Linked DNA regions of Mus musculus: all the other regions are linked to region 3. A link is a contact called in public HiCAR-type, capture Hi-C and promoter capture Hi-C data. All regions are on one chromosome and are shown on one strand. The core of a region is the stretch at or near the end of the contact, and the rest is flanking DNA. Distances in the headings are between cores, read along the strand shown. Region 1 holds the start of Podxl2 (podocalyxin-like 2). Region 2 holds the start of Mrps25 (mitochondrial ribosomal protein S25). Region 3 holds the start of Slc41a3 (solute carrier family 41, member 3). Region 4 holds the start of Abtb1 (ankyrin repeat and BTB (POZ) domain containing 1). Region 5 has its middle 7.9 kb from the start of Gm36268. Region 6 holds the start of Rbsn (rabenosyn, RAB effector). Region 7 holds the start of Tpra1 (transmembrane protein, adipocyte asscociated 1).

The links. Promoter capture Hi-C pulls out the DNA fragments that hold promoters and counts their contacts. HiCAR-type assays count read pairs that join an accessible place to other places. Capture Hi-C pulls out chosen DNA fragments and counts their contacts.
Region 1: a HiCAR-type map of astrocytes shows a contact between it and region 3, with 4 times the contacts expected there. The contact joins the promoter of Podxl2 here to the promoter of Slc41a3 in region 3. A contact is called at or near these places in 2 of 39 promoter capture datasets (the 3T3-L1 cell line and hippocampal neurons) and 3 of 115 datasets of contacts at active chromatin or transcription factors (astrocytes, embryonic forebrain and fetal liver).
Region 2: a contact with region 3 is called in a promoter capture Hi-C map of pre-B cells, with 6 times the contacts expected there. The contact joins the promoter of Mrps25 here to the promoter of Slc41a3 in region 3. A contact is called at or near these places in 2 of 39 promoter capture datasets (hematopoietic stem and progenitor cells and pre-B cells).
Region 4: a contact with region 3 is called in a promoter capture Hi-C map of liver, with 3 times the contacts expected there. The contact joins the promoter of Abtb1 here to the promoter of Slc41a3 in region 3. A contact is called at or near these places in 3 of 9 other capture datasets (adipose tissue, liver and pancreatic islet).
Region 5: a promoter capture Hi-C map of stem cell-derived epiblast-like cells shows a contact between it and region 3, with 4 times the contacts expected there. The contact joins the enhancer-like site here to the promoter of Slc41a3 in region 3. A contact is called at or near these places in 7 of 39 promoter capture datasets (3T3-L1-derived adipocytes, cranial neural crest, frontonasal cranial neural crest and 4 more) and 1 of 115 datasets of contacts at active chromatin or transcription factors (pancreatic cancer cells).
Region 6: a promoter capture Hi-C map of adipose tissue shows a contact between it and region 3, with 4 times the contacts expected there. The contact joins the promoter of Rbsn here to the promoter of Slc41a3 in region 3. A contact is called at or near these places in 1 of 39 promoter capture datasets (pre-B cells) and 2 of 9 other capture datasets (adipose tissue and liver).
Region 7: a capture Hi-C map of embryonic stem cells shows a contact between it and region 3, with 4 times the contacts expected there. The contact joins the promoter of Tpra1 here to the promoter of Slc41a3 in region 3. A contact is called at or near these places in 5 of 39 promoter capture datasets (cranial neural crest, frontonasal cranial neural crest, hippocampal neurons and 2 more), 3 of 484 Hi-C or Micro-C datasets (B cells, CD4 T cells and the G1E-ER4 cell line), 4 of 115 datasets of contacts at active chromatin or transcription factors (astrocytes, embryonic forebrain, kidney and 1 more) and 3 of 9 other capture datasets (adipose tissue, embryonic stem cells and liver).

Annotation. Positions count from the first base shown.
Region 1 is chr6:88,873,344-88,876,718 of GRCm38.p6, forward strand. It overlaps Podxl2 (podocalyxin-like 2), which reads right to left and starts at 1,703. Exons shown (of 8, transcript NM_001347327.2): 1 at 1,576-1,703. The coding sequence starts at 1,636.
Region 2 is chr6:92,182,767-92,186,241 of GRCm38.p6, forward strand. Mrps25 (mitochondrial ribosomal protein S25) reads right to left here and starts at 1,257. Exons shown (of 4, transcript NM_025578.4): 1 at 1,074-1,257. The coding sequence starts at 1,207.
Region 3 is chr6:90,602,918-90,606,466 of GRCm38.p6, forward strand. It overlaps Slc41a3 (solute carrier family 41, member 3), which reads left to right and starts at 1,963. Exons shown (of 11, transcript NM_027868.2): 1 at 1,963-2,091.
Region 4 is chr6:88,840,510-88,843,949 of GRCm38.p6, forward strand. Abtb1 (ankyrin repeat and BTB (POZ) domain containing 1) reads right to left here and starts at 1,426. Exons shown (of 12, transcript NM_030251.3): 1 at 1,260-1,426; 2 at 329-391; 3 at 201-256. The coding sequence starts at 1,315. Podxl2 (podocalyxin-like 2) reads right to left here. Exons shown (of 8, transcript NM_001347327.2): 7 at 2,998-3,177; 8 at 2,048-2,467. The coding sequence ends at 2,258. It overlaps Gm15612 (predicted gene 15612), which reads left to right and starts at 2,345. Exons shown (of 3, transcript NR_045880.1): 1 at 2,345-2,587; 2 at 2,972-3,440.
Region 5 is chr6:88,923,260-88,926,709 of GRCm38.p6, forward strand. No RefSeq gene overlaps it. Among named protein-coding and RNA genes, the nearest start is that of Gm36268, 7.9 kb to the left of the region's middle. Within about 2 kb of position 1,897, at least 227 of the 459 cell types and tissues checked have an H3K27ac peak or open chromatin away from gene starts, as enhancers often do. A contact at or near this core is called in 3T3-L1-derived adipocytes, pancreatic cancer cells and stem cell-derived epiblast-like cells, where this site is marked.
Region 6 is chr6:92,213,275-92,216,479 of GRCm38.p6, forward strand. It overlaps Rbsn (rabenosyn, RAB effector), which reads right to left and starts at 1,596. Exons shown (of 12, transcript NM_030081.3): 1 at 1,437-1,596.
Region 7 is chr6:88,900,818-88,904,335 of GRCm38.p6, forward strand. It overlaps Tpra1 (transmembrane protein, adipocyte asscociated 1), which reads left to right and starts at 1,434. Exons shown (of 12, transcript NM_011906.2): 1 at 1,434-1,713.

The DNA of each region.
Region 1 (3,375 bases), core at 453-2,952, 1.7 Mb before region 3:
TCCCACTGGTCACCAGGATGGGGTCATGAGAGTCAGGTCTCCATACTGACTTGCACTGCTGGCAGAGATGGTGTGGTCCCTACCTAGAGAGAGAGAGCAGACCTCCCAGAGCTTTGCAAAGATCTGGGTGGTCTGTGTAGATGTCCCAGGCCAACATCAATAGACACTTCCCCATAAAATGTGCCCAGGGCAGGCACAGCAGTGTGAGGGGTCAGTTACCTCTCTGACTTTTTGTTTTATTTATCTATCTATTTATTTAGAGACAGGGTCTTGCTCTGCAGCCCAGACTGGACTTGGATTCCCAATCCTCCTGCCCCTTAGGTTCCAAAGAGCTGGAATTACAGTTAAGTACAACCCTAATCAGCGTTCTCCCACCTCCGCCCTTCTCCAGACATTTTCCTGGTGTTCTATCATTGACAGTCTCAAAGTAAGGGCCCACCACCTATTCATATCAAACAAGGTCTTCACCTGACTTCACATAGACGCCTCCTCGAATTTGTATACATTACACTGGGTGGGTTTTGGTGGGGTAACTGCCTGAGCACTAGTGGCCAGTCCCATGCCTGTCTCCACTGGAGGGGAAGCGACGCAGTCGAGGACACGCGTTCACCAAGTCTTGTAGCCCACCCAGCCCAGCACCCTGCTCCTGCCCCAGGCCCACCTTAGGACAGGGTCCCAGCTCCGATCTTCCCTGAGAAAGCTGCTCTCCCATGTCCTGGTCTGACCCACCTTTGCAGTCAGCCTTCCTCCCTCCCCTTCTGTGGTGGCGGCTTGCCTCTGAGCCTGTCAAGCTTTTGTGCCCGCCCCCTACACTCGCACACACCCCTGAATCCCATGTCTACCCTGAGAAGCTGTCTCTTTCTCCCTCACACACATATTTCTTACCTGCCTCAGGCCCCGACCTGTCACACGCCCACACTAACGAGGTATCCGGAGTGACTGCTGAATGAAAACCACGTACCCGAGTCTCACACACAGCCCCATATGGCGGCAGTCGCTGTCGCAGACCTACCCCTTTGTCAGCTCCTAATAAAGTTGCCCCGCGCAGTCGAGGACACGCGTTCACAACGACACGCACACGCCTTCCCAGGCAAGCTCCACGCACATGTAAACATCCACCTCGGCCACGCAGCTCTTTCTTTCTCGGCCCTCGGCATCCCCGGCCCACGCGCTTTGGGTACCCGCCGGACCTTTACGATGCGATTTCTCCAAGGGTGTCACCCGTGCGCTCTCGCCTCCCTGCTGAGCTTCTCTACACCCTCGCGCGCACACACGCACACGCCCCTCTGCTCCTTGGCCGCAGACTGGTCACCTGTCACCTGTCACCTGGCGAGGGGTGGGGCGCGGACACCCTGGTGCAGCGGCCCCGCCGCCGCCGTCCTCGAGCGCGCGCGTGGCACGGAGCATCCAGCGCCCAGGACAGGGCGCCTGGGGGGTCCCCGCGCCAGGCCCCGCGCCGCCGCCTCCTCCCCGCGCGCGGCCGACCCCGCGCGCCCCACAGCCTTTGTTCTGCGGCGCTGCCAGCACTGGCCCGTGGCGCGCTGCGCCCTCGCGGCTTGGCCCGGCCCCACTCACCGGCGGCCAGCAGCAACAGCAGCGGCGGCGGCAGTCGGGCGGCCCGCAGCGGCCGGGCCATGGTGCAGCGTTGCCGCCCGCAGCCGCAGCGCCGCGGCGCCCGGGCCGGCCTCGGGGGCGCGCAAAGCGAAGGCGGCGGCGCGCGTGCGCCCCGTTGGCCTGCGTACCCGCCACTCACGCGCTCATCCGCCCAATCGATGCAGCGGAGGGATCGGGGGCGGGACCCTATTGCGGAGTCCGGCTTCGCACCTGCACCTCGGGCCTCGAGCACTTCGCCACCCGGGGGGGGGGACCTCCCTGGGAAGCGGGTCCCGAACCTTTTGTGCAGCAGACCGGGCCCCAGTTACAGCGAAGGAGACAGAGGCCAGGATCAGCAGGGACCTGTTGGGGCACGTGGCCTGGGGATCCTGAAGGCCGGAGAGGACCAGGCTTTGGTGAAGGGACTGGGCAAGAGCAGAGAGCTGAACTCTGTGCCGGGTGTAGTTTATTTTCATTTTATGTGTGTGAATGTTTTCCCTACATGTACATATGTGCACCACGTGCGTGTTTGAAGTCCACTGATGGTTGTTGAGCCACCATGTGGGTGCTGGGAACTGAACTTGGGTCAGTCCATGCTCTTAACCTCTGACCCACTACAGCTTCCAGGGGTAGTTTAGACCCCCAATTTCCAGTTGGCTTTCACAGCCTGAGGAGATTTGTCCTTGTCTTCAGACATCTTGTGGGAGTCACCTTTCTCTCTAGCCAGCGCTTCTCCTTGACTTCAAGTTTCTTTTTGTGCCAATATGGCAAATCCGACAGGCATTGCTCTTCCTAAGTGTCAGGAGGGCAGGAACATTCCTCAGCATGTTCCAGAGCCACAAGTGTAGGAAGGCAGGTTAAGCACAAACGGAGGCAGAGGGGACCTTCTATGGAGACATTTATAGGATGCATGGATGTTGGGTAAGCTGGGTTTTGGCGAAACCATTCTAGATACAGAGAGAAACTGTGGCAATTCTCAGATAGAAAGATGTCTCACTTCTTTAAGTGACAGTGAAAACACTGACTGAAGCGTGACTGTCCCACGCCTGTAATATTTGTACCGCACTAGAAGGGATTCAGGTTAAGACCAGGGCAGTCTGAGCGACATAAGATTGTCTGGTGGGGGAGGGGAGCTAGAGAGACAGCTCCGCACAGAGTTTGTGGCTCTTGGAGGACCCAGATTTGGTTCCCAGCACCCACACTTGCTACTGTCTGTAACTCCAGCTCCAGGAAACCCAGTGCCTAGTCTTCTACTAGATTGAATCAGTCTGTACTTAAAGGCATGCTGTGTTGGGAGAGAGACTCTAGGTTTGTGTTTTAAAAAAGAAGAAAAGGCTTTGGACTCCTTCCGAAATAATAAGGATCAGACTTGACAGAGGGCGACTCCCTGAAGATCTTGGCTACAGACAAGAAGAGGAAGACTGGCAAGATCAACAAGATGGGTAATGTATACACTGATCCCTATACTTGGGGACAGCTCTGGGACTTAAATGTCTATATACAGACAACAAATTGTATTGACTACAAAATTCTCAGGGCTTATTATGACATACCATCTTTTCAGATAGTGTAAATGGAGATTTGAGTTTGATTATATGATCAGACTAACTTCTAAAGAAAGACAGTTGTCTTTCACCTGTTCAAACAGCAGAAAATCATTCTTAATTGATCTCCGCACCCCGCACTTTCAATGCAAATGTCGATAAGGTTTGTATATTGCAGAATGGAAGACCAAGAAGGCAGCCCTGACAGGATTCACCCTCGAGGATCCTGAGCTACTGA
Region 2 (3,475 bases), core at 7-2,506, 1.6 Mb after region 3:
TCCTTAGAAACATTATCTTTGGTTGAATGCTAATGTATCCACACATACACAAACACAGGGTCGGGTGGGGTGGAGACCTTTAAGTAATTACATCAACACAAAACTTGAAAAAGTGAAAGAACTGCTTCTGGGGAGGAAACACTGCCCTGAAAGCTCCACAGCACACCACCCAAAAGCTTGAAGGCAGAACTTGTCAGCAAGTCTCTGTCTTCCCATCCCAAAGCACAGAGCCTTGTGCCCACAAACCAGATAGATATAGATGCACCTACTGGATCAAATGGGCACAAGGTCAGCACCTGTTGCACTCTGCCAGGCACTTTATTCTCCAGCAACCCCACACCACCACCAACACACTGATGTTGTGGTGTTCCGCCTAGGAAAAATGCTGTCAGAAGTTGAGAGAACTTGTGTGATCCCAAGGTCATACAACTAGTTAAGAGGCCTTTGCATATGCATAAACTCCTGACAAGTGGGGAGTAGAGCCCGAACCCTCTGGTCCACCGAGAGGGTTCCAGAGAGCCCTCACCCCAGCAGATCCCAGGCTAGCAAATCTTAGGTCTTGGGGGTCAACTTGACCAGAGAAAATGGCTTGAAGGCGGCTTCTGGCTCTCATGAAGTCAAGGTCTTTGCCACAGGGGCCACTCTCCACCTTGAAAATTATTCTCTTCTCTCTTTCTGATCCGTTCTACAAATCCACTTCTATCTACAGTCATGTTTATCCCGTACTGTGGAAAATCCCAGTACTGAACCCAGCGTTTTGGGCGCTCAATAAATGTGCAGTAAGTTCGGAAGGGTCCAAAGCATTGCTCAGAGATGATAAACGGGTCAATGAAACCTTTCATTCATCAAGTGTCCTAAGCAGCAGCAAGCCATGCTGTGCACAGGTGCGGAAACTTACTACTCCGCTCCCAAGGCGTTCCCCGCGCCACAGCCTCGCACAAGGGGCCAGCCTTCCAGCCGCAACCCATCCCTCCGGTGGAGGAGCACTCGGGTTTCTATCGGGGATCAGTCGGGATGCCCTCCACTGCCTCAGCTTCTTTCACTGAACCCCGAGGGCTGTGACCCACACTGACCTGGCGCCTTCGCCCAGTTCCCCATACGTGTTGTAGTTCACGGTCATGATCTTCACAGACTCCTTGAATACCACGTCCCCGCGACCCAGGTACTGCAGCGTACGGCGGATCGGGAAGCGACCCTTCATCGGCATGGTGGAAGTCAGGAACTCCTCAAGCCGCGGACCAGCGCGGCTCCGGGAATCTTGGGAGGCACTTCCCGGCGGCCAGCGCGGCCGCGGGGCAGCCTGGGACTCGTAGTTTGGGCCCGGGCTCGCAGCCGCCTCAGCGTTGGGAATCAACCTGTCGTTTTTGTCTTCACAGAAACCAATTATCTTCTCCCAAGATCTCCAGTTCTGAAGTGAAGAGCTTGACGGAAAAGTCGCTGTTGATTCAAAGGGAAAACTTATTTGCAAAGGAGGAAAGAGTGGCTTGCTCTGGCGCGTCAGGGTCTGCCTCAAAGGACTCTGCTTAGAGGAGGGGGTCGTTCGCTTGTTAAGAGTGGTTGTGACAGATATGACAAGTCAACAATCAACATGTCACTCTGCGCTGCATTTTTTTTTTTAGGATTTATTTTTACCTTACTGTTTTGCTTGTGTGTTGTGGCTGTGCACCACATACACGCAGTGCCCGCAGAGGCTGGAAGAGGGCGTTGGGTCCCCTGAAATTGACCTTACAGAGCTGTGAACTGCCATGTGGGACCTCTAAAAGAGCAGCAAGTGCACTGAACTGCTAAGCCATTTTTCCAGCCCCACTGTAATTTTTAATCGCTGTTTATGGCTGAAATTAATTTTTCTATAGGATTCTCAAGATTTTTTCCCTTTGTAATTATGTAAATTTTCAACTGACTTCCCAGGCTTCATAGATGAACTGTCTACTGATAAGCCCATTAGAGCATTTTTCATCTGTTAATCTTTTATTCTAGTATTTTTTTTTCAAAACTTAAGTGTTCTTTCCTCTGCTCAAATAATCCAACAATTCTAGACATGTCCTGTGCACACATGAAGGCTGGGGGAAAAGTGTCCTGCTGTGTTTCTGTTCTCTTAGTAAGCTCCAGCAATTGGGATTGTAACCCACACTTCTGGGGTTACAGGCACAGATGATCTCACCTAGATTTTTACATGGATCCTGGGATCAGAACTCAGACCCTCAAGTACTCTTACCCACCGAGCCATCTCCCCAGCTACCAAATTGTAAATTGTTTTAGTTTTTTTTTTTTTACTTTATGTCTATATTTTTTAAAAGATTTATTAATTTTATTTATGAGTACACTGTAGCTGTCTTCAGACACACCAGAAGAGGGCATCGGATTCCATTACAGATGGTTGTGAGCCACTATGTGGGTTCTGGGAATTGAACTCAGGACCTCTGGAAGAACAGTCAGTGCTCTAAACCACTGAGCCATCTCTCCAGCCCCTATGTATGAGTGTTTTGCCTGCATATATGTGAACACATCACTAATAAGCTTCAGCTATAACTACATGTCTGAAGAGGAAGGTAAGCTTCTAGAGCATACCCTTGAGAGTGCAGCAGGCGGCTGCAGGGTATCTAATCACACTGTGAGCCCCACAATGGTGTTACTTACTGGAAAAACCTTTTTTAGTTGTGGTATGGCTCAGTCTCAGCACACACCTTTAATCCAAGAGCTGCTTCAATACTGTAAACGGGATTAAATAAAGTCAACCGTAGATCAAGAGGAGGAACAGCCAATTAACAGGAAATGGACATAGGATTATTAAGAGAAAACCATTGACAGTAAGAGGGAGTCTTACTGTTAACTGTCCTCACTCACAGCCCAATAACAAAAACCAAAGTTACTACTGGTATTCCTACAAGTCATGGGTTCTGCTGCAGCCATCAGATCTTGGCTTACTCTGAACTCACCACTGCAGGTGCTGGGAGGAAACTGAGCCCTGCAAATCAGTTTCCTAATGGCTCCAAGAAAGGTTACTGGTTTTTCTTCAAGCCAGCTGCTGCTTGTAAGAAGACTGACAACTTCCGAAAGACGCTGCAACTGAAATCATTAAGTGATTAAGATCCTTAAGTGATTAAGATTCTGCTAGGCAAGGTTAAGAGCACTGACTGTTCTTTTAGAGGTCCTGAGTTCAATTCCCAGCAGCCACATGGTGGCTCACAACCACCTGTAACGGGATCTGATGCCCTCTTCTGGTGTGTCTGAGGACAGTGACAGTGTACTCAAATAAGTCTTTAAAAAAAAATTGTGCTAGGCTTCTGGGGAGGCTGCAGACCTTGAAGTTTCATCACAGAAGATGATACTGCATCCACAGGAGACACCCAGCAGCCCACATAAACAGCCTTGGGTCCCAAATCAGACAGACCTGGGCTCCAGGCCCAGATGAAGTCACTGTAGAAACCCATTTAGCCGCACCTAACTTCTTTCCAGATTGTTCAGCTGCTGTCTC
Region 3 (3,549 bases), core at 713-3,212:
GTCTTTGTGTGTCTGTGTATGGGACACGAAGCATCCTGTGCAAGCGCTCTGTCACTAAGCCACATCTCAGTCCTGAGCCATCACATAACAGGACCTGGACAATCAAGAGTAGCCACCTCACTCATCAGTTTGTCCATCCAACTATCCTTCCATCCATTCCTTCACCAACTCACTCACTTAGGACAAATTCACAGAAAGCCATAGCTTTAGGCACAGGCCATATTTTAAATCCCTGCTCTGCCAACGCAGCATATGTGGCCTTGGGCAAGTGGGCACCTCTAGCCTTCCACTCCATTGGCTCCCTCACCCATGAAAGGGCACCAGCTCTGCACAGCCCAGGCTGCATGCCAGTGAGTGGCAGGCCGAGGACCGAGTCCTAAAGACTGTACTTTCTCCCTTCATTGCCTCTGCTTGTTTATTTGCTGATGTCCCCAAGCCCTGCAGAGTCCCTGCTGACACCCTGCTCTGCTCCTGCCCGCCTCTGGCTACCTCTGTCCTCAGGGAGTACCCGCTTCATGTGAGGTCTAGTGGGTGGTGACCTTGTCCTGCTCTCTGCTCTTTCTAGTCGGCTATCTCTGAGTTTCCCAGAACTCACGTGTTGCCATGTTGGTAGTGAACCTCCTGTTGTCTTTTCTGCCTCTCCTTTTCACTGTCACAGGGCTTTCTGGGTCAGCCTTTAATCAAAGGGTTTGTGATGGAGGGATCAGGGGCTGAGGTCCAGGGTTCTCTTCAAGACTGTGACACCAGTTATTGCTTTTCCCTGTTCTAGTCAGACCTAAGATTCTGCTACCCCCCACCTGCCCACAGTGCCTCAGTCTGGGAATCAAACTCGTTAAACCTTTATGAAACCTTCAAAAGTATGGGCTAAAATAAACCCTTTTCTTTGTATAAGTTGATTTTGTTACAATAAATGAAAGCATATCAACATGGAGTTCAAGGTTCATGGATGGCTATTCCTGGTGACGCCTCCCTCCTACTGTCTTTCTATGTCTCACCTGCATGCACACAGGGAGAATGAGCTGGCAGGGTCTCTTCCTGAGAGGACTCCAGTCGCATTGTGACTGCACCCTGTGACTTCACTTGTTCATTGCTACCTCTTACATAAGCTGGATTGACAAATGCAATCACTTTGGGAGCTTGGAATTCAGCACTATATTTTGACAATGTAAGCCATCCAGTCTGTAAATTCTCCTAACATGTGGAACACTGTCATCTGTTTTTGTTTTGTTTTTCATTTGCTGGGGACAGAATCCAGGAACTGGGCTTGCATCTCCCCGGGCCTTGCCCTGTCATACTTTTTTTGTGTTGTATTCTTCAAAACTACTGTCTTACAGGTCTTGCACATCCGGTTTCTGCAGGTGCAGTTGGCAGCTTAGAATCCAGCCAGGGCTCAGGATTCTTGAATCAGCCAAGAGCCATAAGTGGGGGCACGGGATAGATTGTAGGAGCTGGTGTCCACTGAGGCTCACCACTGCTGGCTGAGTCTTCCAAGGCTGTATCTTGATAAGAGTGAGAGGATCACACATGTTGAAGGACAGAAGAACTTTCATGACACATACACAAGTGTTCAAAGGTGAAATATTCAGAAATGTCAGATTGAAAACTGAACAGGCAAATGTGTATCCTAAGGGAAGCTGGCCCTTGCAGTGTGCTACTGGAGGCTACTCCGTCGCCCAGCCCCGCCCCCGCCCGTGGCCCCGCCCGTGACCCCGCCCTACTCATGGTCCTGTTCCGGGGTCTAGCTTCTTCTTTCTTGGCCCCACCCCAAGCGGCACCGCCTCTGAGGCGTGTCATTGGGTCCTTCGGCACCCAGGGAGCATCCCTGCACACCCCACTGCTCGATCAGAGAGCTGTCCTGACTAAAAGGCTTTAAAAATTGGGTTTTTCAAGCGCCACCTCTGTGGATTGGCCCCGCCCACAACACTCGCCCAGCAACCCTCCCCTCCTGTGGCCCCGCCCCTCTGTCTGGACGCCTAGGCAGGGCGGGGCTGGCCCGCCTGCTGCCCTTCTCGCTTCCTCCCGCCGCAGGCCTCCACAGTGTCCAGCGCGCGCCTGGCCGCCTCGCTTTCGCCGCCGGCCGGGAGAGGACCGGTAAGCGCGGGCAGGAGCTGGACTGGGAGCCGGGGAAGCCAAGGGAAAGCGGAGCGTCAATGGCCCTCGGGATGGGGCGTGGGGCACAGGATCTGTCTTAGGCACACTGGGCGGGTCAGTTTGTGGCATCCTCGCTCCAAAGGTCTGCAGGGACCCGCCCCGCTGATCTCTCTCCCTCTGCCTGTGATGAACCCCAGAGCGCCTGACTCTAGGGGTTATGGTTAACTCCTTCAGCACCCCGAGATCATCCTTGACCACCCTAAGGCAGGCTCAGCGAGCTGTCCCTGCGCTCCAGGTTGTCAAGCTAGAGGTTGTTCAGACTTGAGAAGATCCCTCAGTCTACCAGATCCTTTCTATAAATCTTTTAAAACTCAGGTTTTCAAACTGCTTCTTCGCCACGGAGACCACTTAGAGACGCAGCCATTCCAACCTGACCCAGATATCTAGATGAGCTTGCTCTGCTTCCTGACGCTGGCTGGCCTCATGCTGGTACTATGGTAGCTTAAGAACCACGACTGTAAAGTAGTACAGAAGAGCCTGGAGTCAGGCCAAGTGCCCTGTAAGGAAAATATACTATAGAAGGGTATAGTGATCTCCCCTTATTGCAGGGAGTTACAAACATGTTCCCAAAGAGTGTCTGAATCCTGGAATGATATCCAGACATATAGATTGTTTTCCTAATATACATACCTATGGTAGAGCTTAACTTGTGAACTAGACACAGTAAAAGATGAACACCCCTAAGGTAGGGCAGGTGTAATCATATACTGTGATACAATTGTCACCATCACTATACTTGTGCCATTATTAAGTAGACTAAGCGTTGCTTGGCCAACAGCTCAGCCACCCTAACAACTGTTGAGAGGGTGACTAGCTGATGGGCAGCATCTGCAGCATAGATCCCTATGCCGAGGAGTGCTGCATGTTCTAGGAGGGACAGTGTAGTGTTAACTGAATCGGTCCACCATGCTGCTCAGAACTGAGCACAAAACCTACAAATTCTTTATTTCTAGAAATGTTCTCTTAATATTTTTGGTAGTAAGCAAAACCTCTGAAGGTACCCTAGGATAAAGGGTCTTACAGCGCTCCGTTCATACTCTGAGGTGGATGGTATTTTGCTCTCCCAAGGTCACACATCTGCGAAGAGGAGAAACTGGGATTCGAACCCTGAGTTTGGGTTCCCGTACATTCCCACCGGAATGTTCTATAAAGTCAAGAAGATAAAGTGCAGATGTGCTCTCCTTATTCTACATAGTGGGCAGCTAAGAGGCAACCCATCCATCCCAGAAACTCAGCCCACCCGCCTCGTGTTAGAATCTCCCTGTCTCAGTCAAGTGGGCATCAGTTTGTGTGCTGTGCCAGAGGGATGCTTAGTACCTGACTGTTGAGCAGGTGCTCACAGGCCTGTGTTTAAGGCCAATCTCTCCGGGCAGTAGGATGCTTCTGAATGGTAGTGTT
Region 4 (3,440 bases), core at 176-2,675, 1.8 Mb before region 3:
GTCAGTTTAGCAGACCAATGGTGGTACAGTACAGGAGACAGCCCCAGAACTGGCCTGGGTGTCAAGGGTAACGTGAGAAAGTGGATAGAGGGTTAGAGAGTACTATGTGTTGACTTTAGGGAGTTAACAAGAAATCAAGGGTGCATACAAACATGGAGCAAGGTCTCAGAGCTTACAGGCAGACCCTGACCCTCTCTCACCATTAGCCAACAGGTAGCGCACCAACTCCTCATGCCCACAGAGGCAGGCATAGTACCTAGGAAAGGGGGAAGCTGTCAGTAGGGTAGGCCCACCCTGCCCACCCAGCTACCCCACCGCTCACACTCACAAAGGGGTGCTGTCCCACTTATCCCGCACGTTCACCTCCACGTCTCGCTGCTCCAGCAGGTACCTGGGCAGGAAGTTCAAAGCCTGGGTCAGAATTGCTTCTCATCTGGGAGAGAGACAACCAGGAAGGGGAAGGAGGCCACATCTCTCTGGGCTAGGGAATGCCTCTGAGAAGGGTAAGGCCTGGGACTACACAGGTCTGCAAGGGTCTGCAACTGTGAGTTGGGTGATGGCTTCATGGACAGAGGCCAAGCCCCAGGTTCAGAAGGCTGAGAATTTGGTCTTTTAATATCTGGGAGAGAGAAGGTGATGGGGCCCCTAATTCAGCCTGGGGAGCCAATGGCAGGGAAGTCAGAAGAAAGCTGATGCAGGCACTGGGGGCGGGGAAGGAGGGGAACAGAACAGATCTATGGAAGAAGTGGAAAAAACAATTGATAAAATGTTGAGGAGAAGAGGTCATGAACCAGAAAGCGATCACTGGGACATGGCAGCCCAAGGAGGCTATCTGAGGCAAGACCTGAACTCTCAGAGCTGCATTCAAATTGAGGGACGGATCATTAACTCTGAGGTGGCATCTGGTGTCGGAGAGAGCTGCAGCTTGGTCACATCTGTTGAGGACCAGGGGACTTGGAAGGAAGGGCCATGGGAGAAAGGAGTCTATCAAAGAAAAGGGTCAGGATCCTTCTCTTCCCTGCCTGCCCACGGAGATCACGGTCTCGGCGCCAGGCTGGTAACTGGCTGCACCAGCGGCGCCTGCGCCTCTTGGAACCTCCACGGAGAGGAGTCGTTTCCCTGCACCGAGCTAAGTAAGGGACCTAGAGCCCGATCTCCCTGACTCGGTCAGCTTCGGGAGCCCCACGGCGCCCAACCCCACACCCGTGCCCGATAAGCCCTGCGGACGCCTGCCCGCCTCCTGCACTTCAGGTTCTCACCGCACACGGCCCACGTCCCCTTTCCTGCAGCTGGCAAACAAGTCGCTGGTATCCATGGCGAAAGAGACTGGACCCCCGGCCGAGTGATCTCGGGAGTCGTCTGTGCCCGGCCGGATGTAAACACTCACCGCCCCGCCCCTCGCGGCACGGCCTAGCTATGCCCGCCTGCGACTCCGCAGCGGCGCCTGCCGCCCGGAGGACCGTCCGGCCCGAACCCCGCCCTCGCATCCAGAAGGCCGCTCCCCAAGGCCGCACCCAGTAACCTTAACCACGCCCACTTAGCCTCTGGGGACTTCTAGCCTTCACCCCGCCCACCCGTCTAGAGGACAACTCAATTCCCCCAGGTTCCGCCCACTCGCCCGAAGAATAGCTCACTACCAAGACCCCGCCTCCTCAGAAGAGCTTCACCGGAAGAGCAGTTCGCTGCAGGCCCCGCCCACATTTCTTGGGATCCGTTCTGAAAACAGCACCTCCCACAGGCTTGGAACGCTTGTCAGTCCTGAGTCTAGCTCGGTTCAGGTCCCGCACATCAGGCCGAGGCCTCGCCCACCAGGACTTTTCCCAGCCTACTTCAGGCTCAGCCCACCCGGCCTGGTTCCACCCAGATGACCTTATACTCCCTACCCTCCGCCCACATATCCCTAACCACGCCCACAAACTCCATGAAATTCCCAGCCCACCCGTCCTTGGCCACGCCCAGCCAGCCTCCCTTGCCCCACCTACTCCTCCAGGCCCATCCCACCCACTCCCCGGAGTGCAGCCCTCGGAAGGCAAAAAACAGGCGTGGAGGCGGAGCGGCCCGCGCGTCTTAGCGGCTTTAATGGAGTCCTGGCGCGGGGAGCGCGCTGGCCTCGGGCAAGCGCTCGGGGCCGGGCAGGGCGGGGTGGGAGCTGCGCCGCGGTCGCCTGCTGCGGTGGGGAAGCATAGTGGTCCGCGTGGAGGACCGGGAGGGGCGCGGGGCCGTGGCGTCGGGCAGTCTCGCGCCCGTGGCCCGGCGCTCACAGGTGAGTGTCCTCCTCGAACACGTCCGAGTCCTCAGGGTCGCGTTTGCTGCCCATGAGCGCGCTCCAGCTGCTCGGGCCGTTGATGGCCCCACCGTTCAGGCTGGGCTGCTTCTCCTGCATCTCCGACTGGCTGTCGCTGGCCACGTCCAGCGTGGGATTGTCGTGGCAGCCGTTCTCCACGAAGCGCAGCTCCTCACCGTGCGACTGCAGCAGCAGGAGAGAGCGCTAGGCGCGCACAGTGGTTGGCCACGCCAAGCCCCCAGGGTACTACTCCCTTGGGGCCCAGGATACAAGTGCCTGCAACTCAAACCTAAACCTCTGCAGGTAAACCCTGTGACCCCCTTGGTGTCACTTGATCCCTTCCAACAGCGCATTATACATGAGACAGCCCACTCAAAGCATACGAGATAGGGCAGAATGTGCAGGGCCTGCCCCCTTTCTCTTGTGCAGGTTGCAGGAGCCTTTGGCTTCTAGGACTGAGGGGAGCAGCTGCTCTCAAGCCTTGCAGAATGGGGCACTGGGGTTAGGAAGAGCTGGAGGAGAGGAGGGATCCCTTGGTGAGACTTAACTCCCCCTCACTGTGTATCTCCTCGAAGACCAGGCTCAGAGAGGGTAGATGGTGGCACTGAGCACAACTGAGTTGGTACAGGTTTCTAGGTGAGGCTCTTGGGTAGCACTGGGTGATACTAGCCACACTCTGCCCTACAGTCCTAAGCCCTCCCTGGCCTACTCACCACGTGTTTGAGCTTGGGCATCCGGCGCTGCCAACAATTGTAGAGTAGGCCAAGCACAATGATGATGAAGCAGATGACACCAATGATCACCAGCACTACAAAGAGCGTCCCGTAGTCACTGCGCACCTGGGTGGCTCGTGCCTGGCAGCTGCTGGTGGTGGAGTAGTTCTGGATGCCAATCTAAGAGTGGGGGTATCAGGAAAGCCCTAAGAGCTAACATTCCAAGGGTGAGTTAGAGCCCCTGACAGCCCTGGGGCCTGGACCTGCATAGAGGGGCATACCATTCTGTCCCTACTGGTTCATCCAAGAACACTTCCAAGCCTCTCCCAGGGTCCACATTCTTGGCTCCTTCACTTCCTCACTGTGTTTCTACACCAACACAACTTTGAATGCACCAATTCTGGCCCTGCACATCACTGAGACGTGATGACAGTCACGGCCCA
Region 5 (3,450 bases), core at 647-3,146, 1.7 Mb before region 3:
GACACATTTTTTTGTTCTTTTAGCATTGAGCTGAATGAGCTGAGCAGCCTGTTTCTAAAACCTGAAGAAAGGTGAGTACACAGATCACACACCTCACATGCAAATGACAGTTTGAGTTTGTACCAATCACAGCAAACCTTGCATGCAAATGAGGATTCGTGTTTGCACCAATCACCATAAGCCTTACATACAAATAAACATTTGTATTTACACCAATTACAGCAAGCCTTACATGCAAATGATGGTTTGAGTTTGCACCAACCACAGCCTAACTCTTTTCGCTCTAATTAGAGCCAGGGAGGTTTGTGTTTAGGCCACTCACAGCCTTCCTTCTTGCCACCAATCACAGCAGTCCCTCTGCTAGACCACCAGAGGAAGTACTCCTTTCTGGTCTCTAGGAAGAAATGGCTTCAGAATTATTTAGAGTTCACCAAGATTTGTAATAACCAAAGTCTTATACTAAAACAGCCCTGACTAGGCTATACTTTCATGAGCTGTAGCAATCAGCTGCAATTGTGTAGTTTCCTCTAGGCATAAGAGTAATCTGGTTGACTATCTGATAGTCGTTTTGCTCAGAGAAACTAGGGAGGATCTAATAGCTGCTAATTAGGGAGTCAAATTGCTCTTCTCCCCCCTAGTGTCTTTGTTTATTTGCAGGAACATGAACATCAGAGGGGTGTGCTTACAGTAAGAACCTAGAGAATTTATAATTAACAATAATAGTGATTTTTAACAGTGCCCAGCACCATCCCAGCACTCGAGGGTTAGTGGGGTCTCCTCCTCTGTCTCAGGCTTCTCAGAACCATTGTAGCTGTCCACCTGGTGGCTAGGGAGTTGCCACAGTGTCATTGGCCCAACCATTTCAGTCTTATCCTGCCTTTGGCCAAAGGGAATCTGTGTTTGAGCATAGAACACCCAAGCAGGCTGGAAGGCCAGAGAGTGCAGGGAGAAGGTGAACCTTTTCTTCCAATGGCTCCAACACTTCCAGCCCATGGCAGGCAGTGACACTGATAGGGGACACCCAATCCTCAGGCCCTGCCTGGCCAGTGGGCCTAGTAATGTTCCTGATGGCCAAGGTATCAAGTCAGGCCCATTGGTGAAGAGTTGGCTCATCTTCAGCATCTTCAGTCTTTACTGCCCTGATGCCTTGATCACTGAGCTCTGGATTTTGTTTTTGTTCATTTCTTTGCTCACTATGTTGCACTGGCTTGCCAGGAGTTCCCTTTGTAGACCAGGCTGGCCTGGAACTCAGGCTCCTCTGCTTGAGTCTGGGTAATGCTTCCTAGTGGTGAGATGTTTGTCCCAGGTCTCAGGCCAACTCAACCTCAGAGCAGGAGCAGCTGTGGCTATGGACACACCACCACACCCTGCTTTCCCTGGCTGCCCAGGTCACACAGGAACTCCAGTGAGCTACAGCTCCTCCCACATTTTGCTCAGGGGAAAAAGCTTCCAGGCTGGGGAAAGACTTAGTCTGCTCCCACCCATGAGGCAGGCGCAGACGATGGCTGAGCAATTTTAGAGGGAGGGAGAGAAAGCATACAGAGCCCATTATGCAAAACCACAGGAAAGCTTTGAGGGCACCTCCAGGAACCTCTAGCCTAAAAGAAAATACAAAACACTCAGACACACAGACACAGACACACACAGACACACACAGACACACACACACACACTTCAAAGGATTTTAAAATGTGGCACCAAAAAAAGATAAAAGAAAAAAAAACCACACCCTTTGACCTATAAATTCCATCTCTGGGCACGTGGCCGAGGAGAGAATTAAGGACATGTGCCAAGGCTTAGCTTGAAGGAATGTCCCTGCAGAGCAGCCTGTAATAACAAAATGCTGGCAACAGTCTAGACTCCAGTGAGGGAGTGGTTACATCTGCTTTGGCTAGAAAGCACAATGGCATGCTATTCAGCTCTCAAAGGACTGGCAGGGCTGTTTACCCGGGAAGATAAGCATCATTTATTATTGAGCAAAAAAGAAAAGCAGCTTGCAGAGGGAGGAATGTGTAAAGATTGGCATATCAAGATATCATCTGCTAAAGCAGAGAGCTGGAAGTACCCTTAATGTCCAACAAGAGGGGATTCACTGTGAAGTGACACACAGGCTTTCAGGAGAGCCACAGGGGTTCAAGATACATTCTGATGAAGAAGAGACTCCAGACGGAGTGTAATGGAGAGGTATAACAGGCAGAGCCAAGCTTAGAGTGCATGTGTGTGTGTGTGTCCATCTGTCCTTATGTCCACATCTCTCTATATGCATAAAGAAATCTTGCAAGGATTCAGTGGGCGTGCTTATCTTGGGGGCAGGGTGGGAGCCAGGTGTGGAAAGGGATCCTTTCTACTACAGACCCATTATTCCAAGTTCTGTGTGTCCTCTCTTGCAAAGTCTACATTAAAAACAAAAGACCAGACAGCACAGGCATGCGCAGGAGAGCTCCATACAGAGGGGCCCATCCACAGGGCTGCTGAGCACCTGCTCATTTCCTCCACGCGTTTGTCAGAGCACCTGCATCTGTGAGAGTTCTCAGGGCCTCCTCTGTCTAAGGCCTGTGAGAGGCTAGGCTTAAAGGGCTGGGATACTGTGAGGGAGAGCTTGGCTGTGAGCAGGGCCCCCTGGGGGGGGGGAGGGATCTGCCTCTTTGTTCTTGCTGGCTGCCATGCTAATTTTCTGTTAGGCTACTGAGGCTACTGAGAATCACCCCTGTGACACCCTCCACCAGGAACAGAGTGATTAGGTGTCACAATGCTTCCTATTGAATAGAGACCCTCCCCCTGCCCCCCAGTGTGTCTCTAGGAGACCCATGACCTCTTGGCCTCTTCCCTGCCTGAGGAGACTGATGGGAGGGGAAGGGGCACAAAGGCAGGGGCTTGACAGTGCATGGGACCTGCCTGACTGGATGCCGCTCAAAGCAGGGCTCATGGCCAGACCCTGACTTTGGCCCTGTGTGCAGCAGCCCTCTTCCAGCCTGCTGCTCCCAATCTGCAGTTGCTCATTCATGCAGACATTTACTAAATACCTACTATGTGCCAGTCAGTGCTCTAGGCTCTGGTGGTGTATAGAATAGACAGGGCCCCTGTCCTCTGGGCTGTGTTCTACTAGAAATCACAGATAACAGGCAAATAAATAGCCTGGATGAGAAGGGGGGGGGGTGATGTAAAGAGGCTATTGTTAGCTGGGGAGGCAGTGGAGACTAAGGCCATAAAGGAGAGAAGATACAGGCAGAGTTGCTTCCCAACATACCCAGAATGCCAGTTTAGGCAAAACCAAATGTTAGGACTAAACTACGGAGTCCAGGAAGAGTTAGAGGAGGCTGGTCTTGTCTGTGTGTGCTGGGATAGTCCTCTTTGAAGGAGGACAGGTTACCTGCATTGACTCAGAGTGGAAAGGGAACTGCCAGTGTTATTCAGCACAGTAGTGGACATCCCCAGACTCCTGGCCATGGG
Region 6 (3,205 bases), core at 346-2,845, 1.6 Mb after region 3:
AATGTATCTTTAAATTAAGATTTTAAAAAAGAAGAAACTTATCAGTGCAGCTTGATAATATGTTCCAGCACTTTGAAAAGTCTGAGGCAGAAGATCCTCACTTGAATCTATGATTTCAAAACCAGTTTGGCCAACATAGCAAACTGTCGCTTAGTTTAGATGAATGGATGGATAAAATTAGTGAAAATTATATTTTGCATTTACAGTGAGTTGATGTGTTTACTAGATTTTATAAATTAGAACAGTGGGGCAGCAGGTCTGATGTTCTCTGCCCTTCAACAGAAAAATCTGATACTTAAACATTTCAGGGCTTAATAACTTACATTTTCTGTCTTATTGGACTACAGCAAAGTCACTGTTGATGTGACCCTGAAAGACTCCTAACCATTGAGAACAAGGATAAAATCATTTCACAGAAGCAAAGAAATCTGTTTCCAAGACTTTAGAGGCCACATATCACAGCACAGAGTGGGAGTTTGTGTAGCTAGAATTGTGGTGTGCTGCAGAGGGCACAGAGGAGGGTACCATCTGGTCCTCAAAGGTGAAGGGTGACAGCAACTCAGAAAATAAATTAAACAGGACGCTAGGTGCCTGTTATTTCCTTTAATTAAGAAATTTGACAGGCGTGGGAGGCAGAAGCAGACAGATACCTGTGAGTTTGAGGCCAGCCTGGTTTACATGTCAAGTTCCAGGCCAGACATAGATACATAGTGAGACCCTTGTCTTGAGATTAAATAAATAAATCGAGAGACTACACACATGCAGACCCATCCCGGAAAGCATCTGAGGCATCACTTAAACAGCCAGCCTCAGGTCCGACCGGTTCTCTCCCCAGCCAGTGGCTGACAGGATCCTCTGGGTGTGACAGCTGCCTCCTCCCCGCCTGCAACTCATCCTGAAGAAAAAGTCAAACAGAAGTCGTCCCCGTGCACCCTGGCCACACATCGCAGCTCAGTTCTCACCCTGGAGAAACGCCCCTTACTCAAGGCAGGCTCCCTCCAGGATGCCTTCACAGCAGCTGCCTGGGGTGCCATAGCCTATACACAAGTGAAGTGACTAACACAAGACAGCAGCCGGGAAGGAGAGCCTGGGATTTTCGCCATCACCACGAGAACTCGGAGAGCGGGATAATAGGGTTCCGCGAATGAAGTGGGGGACCTTAACATAAAGTCACTTAATTAGGTGCCACCACAAACCACCGCAATTGATGCCGCAACCAGAAGGCCAGTTGTGCAAACTCTCGCCTCCAGACTGGATTGAAAAACCCAGCCGGGGGGCTCTGTAGAGATCCGCACGGCCACGCGCACCCGCGGGACGCGACTCTGCGGGACATCACGCAACACGTCACGGCGCGGGCAGAGACCCGCGCGGCGCCGAGGCCCGCAAAGCCTCATCTCCCGACCGCATCGTCATCTCAAACCACACGTCACACCCACCTCAGCCACCGCCGCGCTCTCTGCGACACCCTTTCTCACTCCCTGCGGCTTCCGACAGGCAGTCGGCAGCCTGCCTTTCCACCTCGGGTTCTGACTGCCGGCCTACGAGGTTCCTCAGAGACCAGTGGCAGCCATCGCCATCAGTGGCTCGGCGCTCGACAGGCGCGCCGGGCAGAAACCGGAAGACAGACTGACACGCGGCGGTCGAGCGCCGAGTCCTCGAGCGCACTGAACCTGGAAGAGGATGCTGCGCAGGCGCTGCCGCAACGGGGCGGGCCCAGTAGGAGGAGGTAAACTGCGAAGTTCTCTCAGGTCCTAGCAACACATCGATGTGAAACCCTACACTCGCCCTTCACTCACCCTATAGGTGGGGAAACTGAGACTTTGGCTCTTAAATAATGTGCCTGCAGCGCTAACATTATTTAGAGACCGTTAAAAAGTTTCTGAGATTTTTGCATAAATGCCTTAATACAGCGGTTGTTCTTCCAAAGGACCCAGGTTTGAAAAACTGCTTGTCTGCTACCTATATGCTCTCTTCTGGAGTCCATGGGCACTGCACATGTGGTGCACAGACATGCAGGCAAAACACACATACAAAATTTTGTTTTTTTACTTTTTTGTTGTTGTTGTTAAAAAAAAGTTTCTGAGTGCGAGAGACTAAGTTATGTTCAGCACATTGAGGAGACAGAAAGACGTGGAAATTGAGCCAAAGAAAGTAGAGACGTTGAGGAGTCGTGTCAGGGATTGGAAGTTGGCTCAATTGATCCTGGTTGGGACTCAATTTCCACCACACACCCATGCCTGTAACACCAATACTCTAAGGATGGAGGCAGGAGGACCAAAAATTTAAGTTAATTTTCAATTACATAGCAAGTTCAAGGCCATACTGGGATACATGAAACTCCATCTCAAAAAAGCATAAAAAAGTATGAGGGTAGCTAGATCTCTGCAAAATAAGTGGCATTTATGTATGAGTCAGGGTTCTCTAGAGTCACAGAACTCTATAGTCTATATAGTAAGGGAATTGGTGGATGACTTACAGTCTGTAGTCCAATTCCCAACAATGGTCAGCAGCAGCTGTGAATGGAAGTCCAAGGATCTAGCAGTCACTCAGTCCCACAAGGCAAGCAGTTGAAGAAGAGAGTGTCAATCTTCCTTCTTCCAATGTCCTTATATAGGTCTCCAGCAAAAGGTGTGGCCCAGATTAAAGGTGTCTGCCACCACACCTTTAATCCCAGATAACCTTGACTTGGAGATCTTCCTGTCTTAATCTTCTGGAATTCATAGCCACTGTGCCTCAAGATCTCCATGCCAAGATTCAGGTCAGAAACTTCTATCTCAGCCTCCAGATTAGGATCACTGGTGAGCCTCCCAATTCTGGATTGTAGTTCATCCAGATATAGTCAAGTTGACAACCAGGAATAGCCCCTGCAATTTACAAAAGACAGTATGGCAGATCAGTCATGTCTGAACCTAGCTGTACCATGCAACAACCACAGGGTACAGAGACAGACCCATCTGTTATTGAGGTCTGTTTGCTTTATAGCCAGCACACCATCTAGACTGCAGTAACCTGGGCCCCAGAAGTGGGAGCTTCAGGGAAGATGCAGGTCTTTGGAACCAGAAAGTGGCCTCCATCCCTCCTGCCTCCATCCCAGCCTAGCATGGCTGTGGCACTTGACCCATTTGACTCTGGGAATGACTGTCTGAAGGTGGTCACAGTCTCTACTTCCTTGTGCAGATGAAATGAAGCCAGTCTCTTGGCCTAG
Region 7 (3,518 bases), core at 184-2,683, 1.7 Mb before region 3:
CTCGAACTCAGAAATTCGCCTGCCTCTGCCTCCCAAGTGCTGGGATTAAAGGTGTGTGAGACAATATTTCTGTCTCAGCCTCAAGAGCACTGGGATTACAAACATATCATCCCACCACACCCCGTTTGCTTAGTCCCTAGGCCCTTGTGATTGACAGTGGGGTTTGGGGACAGGTGCTGGAGAAAAGGCTTAGTGGTTATGAGCATGGTTAGAAGCCCTGAGTTCAATTCCTGTGGCCTTTTTGACACCTGGAGGTCAAGGAGGGCCTAGGACATGTATTTTGCTATTATTCCTAAACAGGGCACTGTATTCTCTTGGCAGGAAGTTGGGAGCTCTTGATGGTTTTCAGGGTGGCTGTTACAGACCTTGTAGGCGCAGGCAGGCACAGCCAGCTTCTGTGACTAAGACCAAAATGGACAAATGGGACTAACCTGGAAGTCTCAGGGATGCTAAGTCTCGGACCAATCACAAAGAGGCCCAGAGTCATTCCAGCCCCTGTGTGACCAGGACGGGGCAGTCCTGGGATCCTATAATAAACAGGTGCCTACATCTTTAACCAGCACTGAGGCACCTCTAAGGTGTTGCTGAGACACACTGCCCCCCCCCCCAATGCCTGAGGAAGGGGTAGGCAAGTCAATACCTACTCTTGAGGGAGAGCCCAGGAAGCTCTCTGTGAAGAGAGAATGTGAGAAGACAGGCCCGAGGTTGCATGCAGAGAAGCCCAAGGGCAGCCACAAGTTTGAAAATACATGGCCTATAGGGCAGATCCTGTGGCCGGCCAAAGGTGCACAGGTAAGCAGATGACCTGAGATGAGGCCTCCAAGTTGCCCTGGGGGTGTCCCACAGGGAGGGAAGGCGACAGACAGGAAAGACTGTCCCTCTGGAAGGCACCTGCTTAAGCAAGAGATCTGGTCTGGCCACTTCCTAGCTGGATGGCTTTGGACTTATTCCCTTAACCCCTTCAGGTTTCTTCTGCAAAACGCCACTAATAGCACCCAGCCTTCAGGGTGACTGAGACCAGGACTGGAGCCCTGTAAACGCCAGATCCCTTTGAAGTGGGCAAGCACAGGGCGTCCGAGGAAGGGATGCCCTTCCTTCCCTCCTTCCTAGTCCAGGTGACCAGAGGTCAGTATTTATGGGGCGCCGGTCCCTTAGGCGCCATCCTCAAAGACATAGGGCGACCCGGTCGGAGGACTGGAGCTGTCCGCAGAAAGATGCGGGGCAAAGGCACAGCGTGCTCAGTACGCTTCCCGAAACGCTTTAGGGGTAAGCTGTGCAGAAAAAAAATTCTCCCCTTTGAAGTTTCCGTCACCCACACTTTGCTTTGCTTCGACTGCAGTCCCTTTAAGAGCTCCGCGGGCCGCCTCGCCCATCTGAGGAATTTTATTGGTCTGTTCCACTCCTGTGGGTGGAATCCCGTTACGATAGGCTGCTGGAGGCCGAGGGGGCGGGGATGAGTGCCACAAACAGGGGTTGTGACTGTTTTCACAGTTTTGCTTAGACGAAAAACACTAGCCAAGGCGCCTGAGAGTCGCCGCTGCCAGGGGAGGACCGGGGAAGTCCGCGGGTCCCGTGAGTCCTGCGCGCTGGCGGCGTCCGGCCACCTCTGACCGATCCACGTAGCATCTCAGCTGCGGTTCTTGCGCGACGCTCCCCGGTTCTCGCTACCTCGCAGGGGTCGGAGTCCCGCGGCCTGCGCAGCCCTGCTCTCAGGTAAGCGCGGCCGAGTCCTCATCTCCTGCTCCGCCAAGCTAGCGAGGAGGCCCTGCCCCTGCTCCTTCTTCGGGTTCGGGCCTACCGTCTCCTTCTGTCCCCGTGCCACTTGGGGTACAGCCGCAAGACAACCTTTGAGAAGTTTCTGGGGACCCTAGCGGTCAGGACCGGATCCTGGATGGAGCTGGACACCCGCCGCTCCGGGTGCAGCCAGAGCTCAGCGGCAGCCGGAAAGACCAGCCCATGCTCTGCCTCTGCCTTCCTGGCCTTGCGGAAGGAAGGGCAACTCCACTTAGCTCCGTAGCGAGGAGGGGGTGGTGGGGTCTGGGGTCCAGACACCCCCAATCCTTGTCCAGCCTGGTTGCATTGTGCTGGAAATGTGTGCGCGTCATAGCATTTTTTTGAGATCTTACCTGTTCTAGAGGGTTGGGTCACAAGACCTAGGACAGACAAGACACACAAGCATGTAAATACACCTGCTGCCGATGGAGTCCCAGTTCTATAAACAGCACACCAAAGAACTGGGTGGTGGTGGAGGAATCGGGAGGTGGAGGCAGGGGGGAAATCAGAAGTTCAAGACCTGCCTTGGCTTTTTGCAGAGTTGGAGGCTAGCCTGGGCCCAATGAGACCCTATCTTTAAAAACAATCATTGAAAGAACAACAGCCAGGTGGGCTAGATAAAGTCCACTTAGAGGGGGAGGTAATGAGTCAAATGATGGGATCAAGCTGCGGGTAAGCAAACACAAAGGCCCCTGAGGTAGGGGAGATATAAGTTGGTGGCTAAAGAAGGGCAAGAAGGATTGTCAGGAGGCAGAGGGCAGGTCACCTGGACCATCCCTTCTTCCTGTTGTCCACAGTGGCCTCTTAGGACACAATCTCTCCTCTATCACTGAGGCTGACAGATTCAGAGAGGCATGGAACTTAGCCTCTATCCTCTGGGGATTTCCTATGCTGCTCTGCAGCTAGATTTAGAGGCTTAGCAGCCTAGGAGGGAAGGGAGAGAACTTTGGGGGGCTGCTTGCACTGCTACCTTCTACTGGGTAGGAATCCCATAAAAGAACTCAGAAGGTTTGGGCAATCCCATTGCACAGATGGGAAAGACAAGCTCTCTCAACCTCTCCCAGGGCAGGGAGAGAAGGCCCTTGGGGAGGTGTCTGGGGTGTCCGAACAGGTCCCACCTAGGCCCAACAAGCTAGCCACAGAGGGTAGGAGGAAGGCGAGGCTTGAGTCGTGGGCAGGAGCCTGGCCTCTGGAGAATGCGCTGAGGTCAGAGCTGCCCTTTCAGGTTCACGGGTGGAAGAAACCTTACCTCAGTTCCCCCGGTCTCCAGAGGCCTGGGCTCCTCCATGATGCTCTGTTGCTCCTTCAAGATGTCATAGCTCTTCTTTGTCCCAGTCTGCCCCCTCTCCTTCCTCTTTTCCCTGGTGGGCCAGCTCCTTTCACTTCTCTATCATTGCATGTGCCCAAGGCCAGAAGATCTGGGGGAGAAGCCCTGGGCCCTAGGATAGAGGGTGGGGTCTGTGGATCCCCTGGGCCATGCCTGCTCCTCCTTTGATTGGGGTCCTGATGGTGCTTGTCCAGTGTACCTAGGAAGGAAGCACAGGGCATGGAGGCTGTGCACTGGAAGAGTGTCTAATGTGTTTGTTACCATTACTTCAGTTATTTCAGTAGCACAGTCATGGCAGTGCAGTGAACTTGACCTCCTCCCAGCCCCAGTACTGCTGGAGTAGGGGTATTTCAGGTTGGGAGTTTGTCCACTTGCTCAGGTAGAAAGGAGTACCTTGAGCTATTGCTAGGTGTAGAAG